Linked DNA regions of Mus musculus: region 2 is linked to region 1. A link is a contact called in public promoter capture Hi-C data. All regions are on one chromosome and are shown on one strand. The core of a region is the stretch at or near the end of the contact, and the rest is flanking DNA. Distances in the headings are between cores, read along the strand shown.

Region 1 (4,754 bases), core at 1,652-4,151:
TCTACACAGCGAGTTCCAGTATGGTCAGGGCTACCCAGAGAAACCCTGTCACAAAACAAAACAAAACAAAACAAAACAAAACAAAACAAAACATAACAAAACAAGGATAGAAATGACATTTTGTTTGTGTGTGTGTGTGTTTGTTTGTTTGTTTGTTTAGCGTCAGGGTCTCTTGCTGAATCTGGAGCTGGACAACTTGACTAGACTCTCTGGTCATTGATCTCCAAGGATCTGTACATCTGCAGGTGCCATGTACTGAGACTGCTCTGTCTCCTGGCTGAGGATGAAGGCCCGAAGGGACCCTGTTTAAGAAGCTCTGTTGCTTCTGCCGCCCATGTGCTCTCCTGTGTAGATTGGTCTCGGTGATGCCAGGATTCTGGGTGTGCTAGGGCCTGCCTTTGTCCTTTGACCATGTTGCTGCTAGCACAAGACCCTCTTGATTTTTTTGGAACTGATGTTGTGTTCCACTCACCAATGACCTCAAGATCCCGGGTGTGCTAAGGTGCCTGCAGCCCAGAATGAAACCCAGCCACTGGTCAGGCAGGTGTTCTTTGTCCCTGTTCCTGCTAGCACAAGACCCTCTTGATTTTTTTTGGAACTGATGTTGCGTTCTACTCACCCTTCAATTAATTTTTAAGTTGGCATACAAAGTAGTGGATTTCACTAAGATGTCATCATACACTTAAATCATTGTACTTTTTTTGTTTCCCACAACCTCCCGTGGAGTTTCCTCTCTCCCTGAACAGTCTCCTGTTTTCATGTCACATATATCCCCCACCTTCTCCCCATATAGTTTCCTTTTGTACTTTCACATCAGTAGAGGGCTTCTTAAAAGGTAAGTATCTGTGGGGCAAGCAGACTGTGCCACCAGACAGAAGAACTGGTAAGGCTGAGAGAGCTCAGACCCTGGGAATCTCAGAGACTTGAGATGGGTCATATATTGCAGCACCTCGAGCCCTTCCCCCATGCAAATAGAGCATCACAAAGGTCTCAAACTGAGCCGATAGGAAATATCTACCCATAAATCCCGCCCCACTCCTCCATCTTTATACAGTCCCTGTCCACTTGGAATAAAGCACACAAGTTGTTTCACCCAGGATCCTGAAAGTGGCTGTTTTTACTGAACTGTACCATGTGGGAAAGCGTTTTCTCTACCCAAGCATTCATCTCTGGACCTTAGACCCACCTGGCTGGCCAGGCTAAAGCTGTGTACAGTGCCTCTCTCTCTCTCTGCCAATGGCTCAGGCACTGCCGGTAGCTGGCTAGAGAGACCCAGGACCTCGGTTCCCTGCCCTACACAGGTCACCCAAACTTGTTTTATCATCCAGAGGATTTTTTTTTACACTATTTTAGTTTCCTAGAGATGCTGTAATACCTCAGAATGTTGGAAACATATTTTCTTATAGTTCTGGAAACTTGCAATCTAAAATCAAGGTGTCATGGCCAAACTCCCTCCAAGGGCTCTAGGGAAGAGCAGAGCCAGACTCTTCCTGGCTTTTGGTGGTGCTGCCATGCTTGCCATATGACTTCCATTCTCTGTGTCATCCCAAGTCATTCTTCCTTGTGTGTCATTAAATCACTCTCCTCATAAAGAGCACGAGGAATCCAGAGCCCAACCCAGACAGACCCAGGACGACCTGGTCTTGCTTACCCCAACCAAGCCCCTACTCCAAATAAGGCCACACTCGCTGGTGCTGAGAATTAGGACATCAGCATGTCTGTCTGAGAGATGAAGAAAACCTGGGAACCCGTCACAGCACAGTCGAGAGACACGTTCATTCCCATCTCAAGTTGCCTAACTCCCTGACAGATGATGATGCTACGGGGCGGGGAAGGGGAGGGGAGCTAACCACTCCCCTTTCCTAATCGCCCACACATAACAACTGCTGGCAAAAAAAAAAAAAAGATGCAAACCATAAGTTGGCAGATCCCTGGACATGTCTCTAGAGACCATTCCTTGGGAGACAACACAGGTCTGGTGGTTTGAATGAGAATGGCTCCCATGGGTTCATGTATTTGAATGCTTAGTCCCTAAGGAGTGGCACTATGTGACAGGACTAGGAGGTGTGGCCTTGTTGGTAGAAATGTGTTTCTGGGCGTGGGCTTTGAAGTTTCAAAAGTCCCTGCCAAGCCCAGTGTCTCTTGGCTTATAGATCAGGATTTAGCTCTCAGCTCCTGCTCCATCTCCTGCTTGTGTGCTGCCATGCTGTGGGTCATGATAATAGTGGACTAAACTTCTGAAGCCATGAGGAAACCCCCAGTGAAATGCTTTCCTTCATAAGAGTGGCCTTGGTCACGGTGTCTCTTCATAGTAATACAACAGTGACTAAGACACAGGAAAGGAAAGGCCTGGCCTGCTCTAGGATGAAGACTGAGCCGAGAGGTATACCAGACCAAAGTAAAAGCAACCAAAGGATGTTTCACTATGATTCCAATTTGTATCTGAATAGTGAAAAAAGGCAGAGGGCCTTCTGGAGAATCAGTATCTAATGAGACTTCTTAAGAGGGTTTCTTTACCCTCTGTTTCCTAACATGAATGTGTACCAATCTCCAGAGGTTCCGTAGAAAGATCTGGCAATCTTCGAGGGTCATGGTTTGGGGTAGAAATTTGAGGCTGAAATACTTTCAATTCCCCTATCTTAGATGAGCACAAAATATGTAAGTGTAGACAATGTAACTTTCAAAATAAGATTTTTTTTTCCTTTCTCATTGCTGAATCCTTAAGCCACAAGACACAGTCTGGGACTTATCTGGTGTTCCATAAATTCTGTGGAGTGAATACGTGAACAAATATGGTAAATAGCAGATTAGAATATTTCTAAGGACCTCAGGTCTCTCAGATCACACCCTCATGCCCCTGAACACACCCTCCACGAAGGGCTGATGTCATCTGAGCTGGGTTCTTAGGTTCTATGATGGTAGGAAGGAGACGAGGCCTAGAGGAGCTACAGGCAAGGCTTTTTGATCAGAACTGTGAGAGGAGTGAAGCTATAACCCAAAGCTGGCTGGCCAGTGGGCGTGGCTTTAGGAAAGCAAAGGGCATCATGGCTAGTTCAGCTGCAGCAGCTCTCTGGTCAGTGGACTCCACATCTGGTCATTTTCAGGCTTCCTGGACCTGCATGCCCATTAGTAGGGCTGCTATGATTTTAAGCCTGGGATTGCCCATGGGCCTGTGTTCCCACTGTACCCTTTTTGGGGTATGTTATAAGAAATCAGAACAGGGACAACCTTTTTCAGCACCTGGTACTGTAGCCCCTTGGGGGGTGGTCTCTGCTCATCGAGGTTGCTTCTTTCCCTTTTAATGTACAGTGGGCAGAATTACTTGTCTGTAGGGAGGGTGTGGCTGCAGACATGCTGGCTGACAGCTGAGGCCTGGTCTAAGGGGTAGACACCCCAGTTTCTGTCCCATTTGCTCTTACAACTATCATTTGTTTGTTTGTTTGTTTGTTTGTTTGTTTGTTTGTTTTGACAAAGCCCAGGCTCAAGAAAATTCCAGCTGAAGTTGATCTAGCATCAATAGCCAGAAAAGTTAACGTGTCTTCTAGATGATTCCAGCTTGGTCTACTGTTGTAAATTCAATTACAAAAGAAATCTCCTGTGGGAACTACCTAGTTGGGCCAAGCAAACCCCTAGAGCAGAGGTAAAAGTGACAATAAATTGTCTTAAGTCCCTGTGTTGGTAGTAGCTGCTTGCTTTTGAGTGACCCAAATGGTTTGAAAACAGACCCCAAATGTACATTCTGTACTAAAATCTTTCAGCGTCCCTAGTTCTGGGGAGGTCAGCACCCATGCTAGGCCAGAGATTCTCAGCATTCCTAATGATGCGACTCTTCTATGCAGTTCCTTGTGTTGTGGTGACCCCAACCATAAAGGTATTCCGTTGCTACTTCATAGCTGTAATTTAGCTATTCTTGTGAACTGAAATGTAAATATCTGATGTGCAGGCTGTCTGATATGTGACCCACAAATGGGTCACGACCCACAGATTGAGAACCGCTGCCTTAGGCAGACAGTAAGTGTGGTTCATGCGGATGGACTTACTGAACACTCCAGTCTGATAGGCTTGGTGGAGGTGGTGAAGCAGGCATTGTAGATAGGATCCGGGTGCTGGCCATGGTTCCACTGAGCCAACAAGGCGTCATGAAAGACTGTCACCCCAGCGGCACTGAGTGCATCTTCCACGGCACTCTCTACATCATTGTTGTTGATACAGGTTATGTTTGATTCAGTTGGGGGATGCACAAAGTAGATGCCGCTCCCCTTCATGCCAATGTTGAGGAGTGTCTCCACTGTTGTGTAAGCGTCGAGTGTATTCCCGTAGACAATGACCTTCCCTAGAAAGAGAGGGAAATGTTAAAACATACGGCTAAAAAAAACAAAACAAAACAAAAACTTATTAGTCAAATGCTAATAATGCCAAATTGCTCCCTCCAACCCTTTCATTTCTCAGCTGCAGGAAGCCAGCAGTGTTACCTAGCAACGGCGACCAAGATAATTTAGTAAAGAATTGGCACAAAACATCCCACAAAGTAGTCAAGTACTTCTAACACAGAAGTAGGACATTCATTTATGTTCCTATAATTTGAAAGTTGAAATTATGCTGGAGGAAATGGTCTAGAATAAAACCTTTTATCTTGTTTTTGTTCCCTATTTGCTACACTTATTAAAGAAACAAAATTGCTGAAGTCTGCCATGCATACAACTTCTTGTGAACCAGGAAAGGACACTGGTAAAAAACACATTCACATATGGGAT
Region 2 (4,754 bases), core at 1,090-3,589, 92 kb before region 1:
TCACAAGCCATAATAAAGCTAATCGTGTGGGAAGTTCAATTTACAGCCTGTGAAATATAAAGGCATTTTATTCCTCAAGATTCACCCAAAACAACCCGTACGCTACAGACATAGAGAGCAGAGATTGGTAGGCAGAGCAAACCGCATTTTCTAGACCATGAACACAGCGAATACTAGCAAGAAAAACAGCTTTGCCCCTCAAAAGGAGGCGTCCAACCACGAGACAAACGTATACAGCATTTTTTTCCTCCCCTGTACAGAAAGAGACGGACTCCTGTTGCGCCATGGGGCTTGGGGGGGGGGGCACAACGCAAAGGGGTTGGGGTCCAAAGGAGTCACAGCGAGAAGACCAGGTGGTCATGCTCCACCGAAGCGAAGCGAAGAGGACACTTTCACCCTGGAATGGGAGTAGGGGACCCCCAGATCAGGCATGGGGGGCGCTCTCTCTTTGTGGGTCTCCGAGTGAAGGCACAGTTCTGGGGGCCCCCGGACCGAGGGCGCACTCTAGCAGGCCGGACGCACAGGCACCTGAAGGAGGATCACCTGTCTATTCTCAGACGGGTGGCACTTGTTGATGTGCCGGGTCAGGCCCGGGGAGCTGTAGAAGGTGGCCGGGCAGTACTTGCAGGGGAACACCTGGGCAGCGTGCAGCAGGCGCAGGTGGCGCTCCTGGGCGCCCTTGCTGGGGAAGGTCTCCCCGCACACTGGGCACAGGTGGCACTGGGCGGTCGCACTCAGGCCCAGCACGCCGGCCGCCTCGCCGTCGCCCGAGGCCTCCTGGGGCGCCTTTTCGTCGGGCCCCGCGTAGAAAGCCAGGATGTCCTCGGCGGGGGGTGGCGGCGGCGGCGGGGGCGGGGGCGCGCCTTTGGCCTGCAGCGCCTGGTGATGTGCCAGCAGGTGCTTGCGCAGATAGGCCTGGCGACGGAACTTCTTGGCGCAGTGGTGGCACTCGTAGAGCCCGTCCTCGGAGCCTGACTCGGATACGCCGCCAGGGCTCGGCGTGTCCCGATCGCTGCTGCCGCCGCCCGCAGCCTCGCGCGCCTCCGCCCTGGTGGCGGCTTCTGGCTCTGGCGCGCGGGCCGCCGCGGGCACCGGCCGTGGTTTGTGCCAGCGGCGGTGCGAGGCCAGGTTGGCCGGGCAGCTGAAGACCTTGGCGCACTCTGGGCAGCGGTACTCCACGCGCACGATGCGCGAGCACTTGTGCTGCGCCAGCGCGAACGGGTCAGCGTACTCCTCCTTGCACAGCTGGCAGATGAACTCGCCCAGGGGTCGGGTCGCGCCCCCCGCGCGACCCCGCGGCGCCTCCACCGGGCCCTCCTTGATCTTGAGCCCCAGAACCGGCGACGTGGTCACCTCGTCCTCGAAGTGCAGCTTGCGGATGGCCTTCGGCTTTTTGGCGCTCGGGGCCTTGGCTGCCTTGGCGGGCGGCTCTGTAGCGACAGCGGCGGGGGGCGCCGGTCGCTTGCCCGGGGGCCGCAGGGCCGCGGCGGGGGACAGTGGAGGACCGGTCCCAGGACCCCGGGCCGCCTCGGCGCCGGCGGAGAACGCAGTGCCCATCTTGAGCTCGGCGGGAGCGAAGAGCAGCGCGTCTCCGCCGCAGGTGCCGCCGCCGCCGCCGCCAGCGCCGTTGGCGCCGCTGCCTCCCCCTGCGAGCAGCGCGGCGGGCGTGGGGAAGGACTCAGCGGACACCGGCGAGCCCAGGTTGAAGCTGCGCTCGAAGTACTTGTGCTTCTCGTGCTCGCGGCTCACCGGCCGCGTGGGACTGTAGAGAGGCGCCGGGTGCGCAGCCTCGGGGTTGCCGAAGTGCGCGGCCCGCGGGCCTGGCGGGGGTGGCGGCGGCGGGCCTGGCGCGCAGGCGAGCGCGGCGGCGAGCGCAGCATGGGCGCGCTCCGCGAGCGCCGGCGGCGGAGGTGGCGGCAGCGGCCCGGGGCTGGGCACCGGGGGCTCGGCGCGGGCGCCCCCGCAGCCGGGTGACAGCAGCAGCGCCCGGTCACTGTCCTCGCCGCCGCGGACCCGGTAGGACACGGGCGTGGACTTCTTGCTGCGCTTCACCAGAAACCCGCGGGGCATGTTGGCGCGGTGAAAAGGGCGACGCACTGGTTGGGTCCCACCTCCGTGCTCGGCCCTGGCGGCCCTCAGTGACCCCAGCCCATCGCCTGCACGCGGCGGCTTCGGGACTCCCGCAGTGCCCGCGGCTGCTGGCCCGGCTCTGCGCTCCGCACGCGCGTCCCTGTCCCCGGGCCCGGGCGCCGCTCCCTTTTAACGGGGGGAGGGGGCCATTGTTCTCGCCTCCCGCTTCCCCCAGAGCCAATCAGAGCGTCCGCAGCTCCTCCGCCGACGAGGGCGGGAGGGCGACGGAGCGGCAAAAAAGGGGCCGGGACTCGAGGGTCGCCCGGTAGGTGCGGCAGATGTACCTGAGGGCGCGGGGCCCCAGCGCGCGCCCCTCGGCCGCCCCGCCCCGCCCCGCCCCGCCGCGCCCGGCGCCGCCGCCCCGCCTGGCCCAGGCACACGCCCGGCCCCGCCTCCCTTCACGGTCTGCTGCTCCTCTATGGGGAGGCGCACGTGCCTGGGCTTTGTGTGTCTCCTCCGGGGGGCGCGGAGCCGCCAAATGGGCCCGTCCATCAGCACGACAATGTGCGCCCCCCTCCCGCGCGAGGATTACCCGCGGGTCGCGAGCTAAATAGCAACAAAGGAGAAGAATGGCCCCAAATATGTCAGGAGGGTTCAATCCGCGAGCCGGAGCCCAGGGGGAAATTGGGCGCGCTGATGGGGTGGGGGCAGGGGCGACCCGAGGGCCGCGGCTGCTGCGGGAGAAGGGCGCGGGAGCTCCGCGCGTCGTATGGAAAATCATCGGCAAGGGGAACGCGCAACTCAACTCCGGACAGCCAGTGGCCCGACCGTGCTCTGGCCGCGGGAACCCGGGCTTCAGAGAGTAAACACGTTGAGCCAGCGGGCTTCGGCGGAGCGCCGGGTCTGGGCTCACGGGCTCAACCTGCCGGCGGGCCTCGAAAGCTTCTCTCGAGTTGGAGAAACTGTTGGCATAGCACGTTTTCGATCGCCCTCGGATGCGAGGCTGCATCCCTGGCCTGCTGGCTGGCTTCCAAAAGGAACTTGAATATCTGAAGTTACGTTCCTTTCCCTAATATGCCTGAAGCCGGAGGATTGGCATCTTTGCCAGGGTCGGACCCAGGCTTCAGGAGCCTCCTCGCTGTCCAGGGCGTAGGCAACGCCTGTGGAGTTGACCCAAGTGGGCCACGCACGGTGAAGTTGGTTTTCACCCTCTGCGCAGCCTCATGCATTTTCATTCTGAGCGGGCATTTTGTCTGTGGGTTGACATCAGATGCTAAATCAAGGGCTCCAATCAAGGCGCTGCGGAATAAAGCAACCGCCTGTCTGGGCGCGGGGGCCCCCCCCCCCCGGAGTCGTGCCCCCTTCACCTTTGTGAAGGAAATTAACCTCCCGCTATTGAGCGCGGGTCGCGGCCAATCTGGACGCAAAAGAGACGCGTGCTGCCGGGGGTGTGGGGAGGTGGGGGTGGCCAATCTGTCCTCAGAGGGAGCCTGCAGCCTGAGAGGACCAGCCGCTTCCTCCCGTGCCACTGGCAAGAGACAACAACGAAGGACACCCCTGGTACACACACGCCACACTAGACGCCAGATTTGGACCCAGACCCGGCAACTTGTCTAGGGATCTCTTCCCTGCTAATGGCTGAGAAAACACAGAAGGTTCTTTTCTTGGGGAAAGAAGTAGATCCCTAAGAAGCCCCTCACCAGGGAACAAATAGCCAAGACGCATCAAATGTCATAGCTGTAGAGAAAATGTCACTTTACTCAAAGTGAGAGAAACATTTTTTCCCTCTTGAAGTGAGCCTAGATTTTTGCTGAGTTTGACTTAGATTAAATTCCACTGAAGGCATTTAATCGTTTTGGGGTTTCCCTCTGAAAATACCCTGGCTTGGAAATTAAATAGTGGTTTTGGTTTTTTGTTTGTTTTTTGTTTTTTCAACAGAATCCACTTGAGTAGTACATTGTAATGGGGACAGTTGTCAAGGTGAGTTAACTCAGAGGAAAGAAATCTTATGATTTTATATCCATGATTTTTTTTAAAACCACCAACTGAAGAGAGAAAAATATATAAAGTGTTGTAATGGTTGCTAGTCTTTATAAAGTTAGAAATACTAAAATGAGTTACAATCCATTAATATTTCGATCTGGAAATAACTGTTATTTCTTTGCTCTTTTGAGCGCTGATTAATACTGCTGATGAAATTAGAAGAGAGAGGGAGATTCCGAGACAGCTTTGGCCAATTTTATTTCCTAATCACGAATCCCATCTGGGTTGTGGAATAATGGGGCGGGGCTCGACGGGCTACCCCCATCAGGATATTTAGTCTTGCGTATGTAACACTCTTTTTATTCAAAAGGCTGCCGGAAGAGTTCGTCGCCTAGTGAGTTCTTACAAGCAAACAAAAAAAAATCCACTAATAACTGTAAAGAAGGTGTGTATGTGTGTTGAATTTGTGGGGGTGCATATGACCAACAATTGAAAAAAAAACAAATAATAAAATAAAGATAAAAAAACCTTGCTCGAGGGAATTCAAACAGAGCTCTTGATTTAGTCAAGGAAATCTATTCAGTGAATCTATTCGTGGAAGATATTCAGTGAATATTTTCCACGCCTGTACAGTTAAAATAAATGGAAGCTTAGAAAGTCCTGGAACACTTAGGCTGCGCATTCGGACACGTGCTCACACC

The links. Promoter capture Hi-C pulls out the DNA fragments that hold promoters and counts their contacts.
Region 2: a contact with region 1 is called in a promoter capture Hi-C map of pre-B cells. The contact joins the promoter of Insm1 here to the enhancer-like site in region 1. A contact is called at or near these places in 3 of 39 promoter capture datasets (the C10 cell line and pre-B cells), 4 of 484 Hi-C or Micro-C datasets (the 63-12 cell line, the C10 cell line, conventional type 1 dendritic cells and 1 more), 1 of 115 datasets of contacts at active chromatin or transcription factors (large pre-B cells) and 1 of 9 other capture datasets (adipose tissue).

The regions. Positions count from the first base shown.
Region 1 is chr2:146,128,533-146,133,286 of GRCm38.p6, reverse strand. Cfap61 (cilia and flagella associated protein 61) reads right to left here. Exons shown (of 27, transcript NM_001369121.1): 22 at 4,041-4,333. Among named protein-coding and RNA genes, the nearest start is that of Gm34629, 32 kb to the right of the region's middle. Within about 2 kb of position 2,901, at least 6 of the 459 cell types and tissues checked have an H3K27ac peak or open chromatin away from gene starts, as enhancers often do. A contact at or near this core is called in the 63-12 cell line and pre-B cells, where this site is marked.
Region 2 is chr2:146,219,582-146,224,335 of GRCm38.p6, reverse strand. It overlaps Insm1 (insulinoma-associated 1), which reads right to left and starts at 2,339. Exons shown (of 1, transcript NM_016889.3): 1 at 1-2,339. The coding sequence starts at 2,070. The coding sequence ends at 505.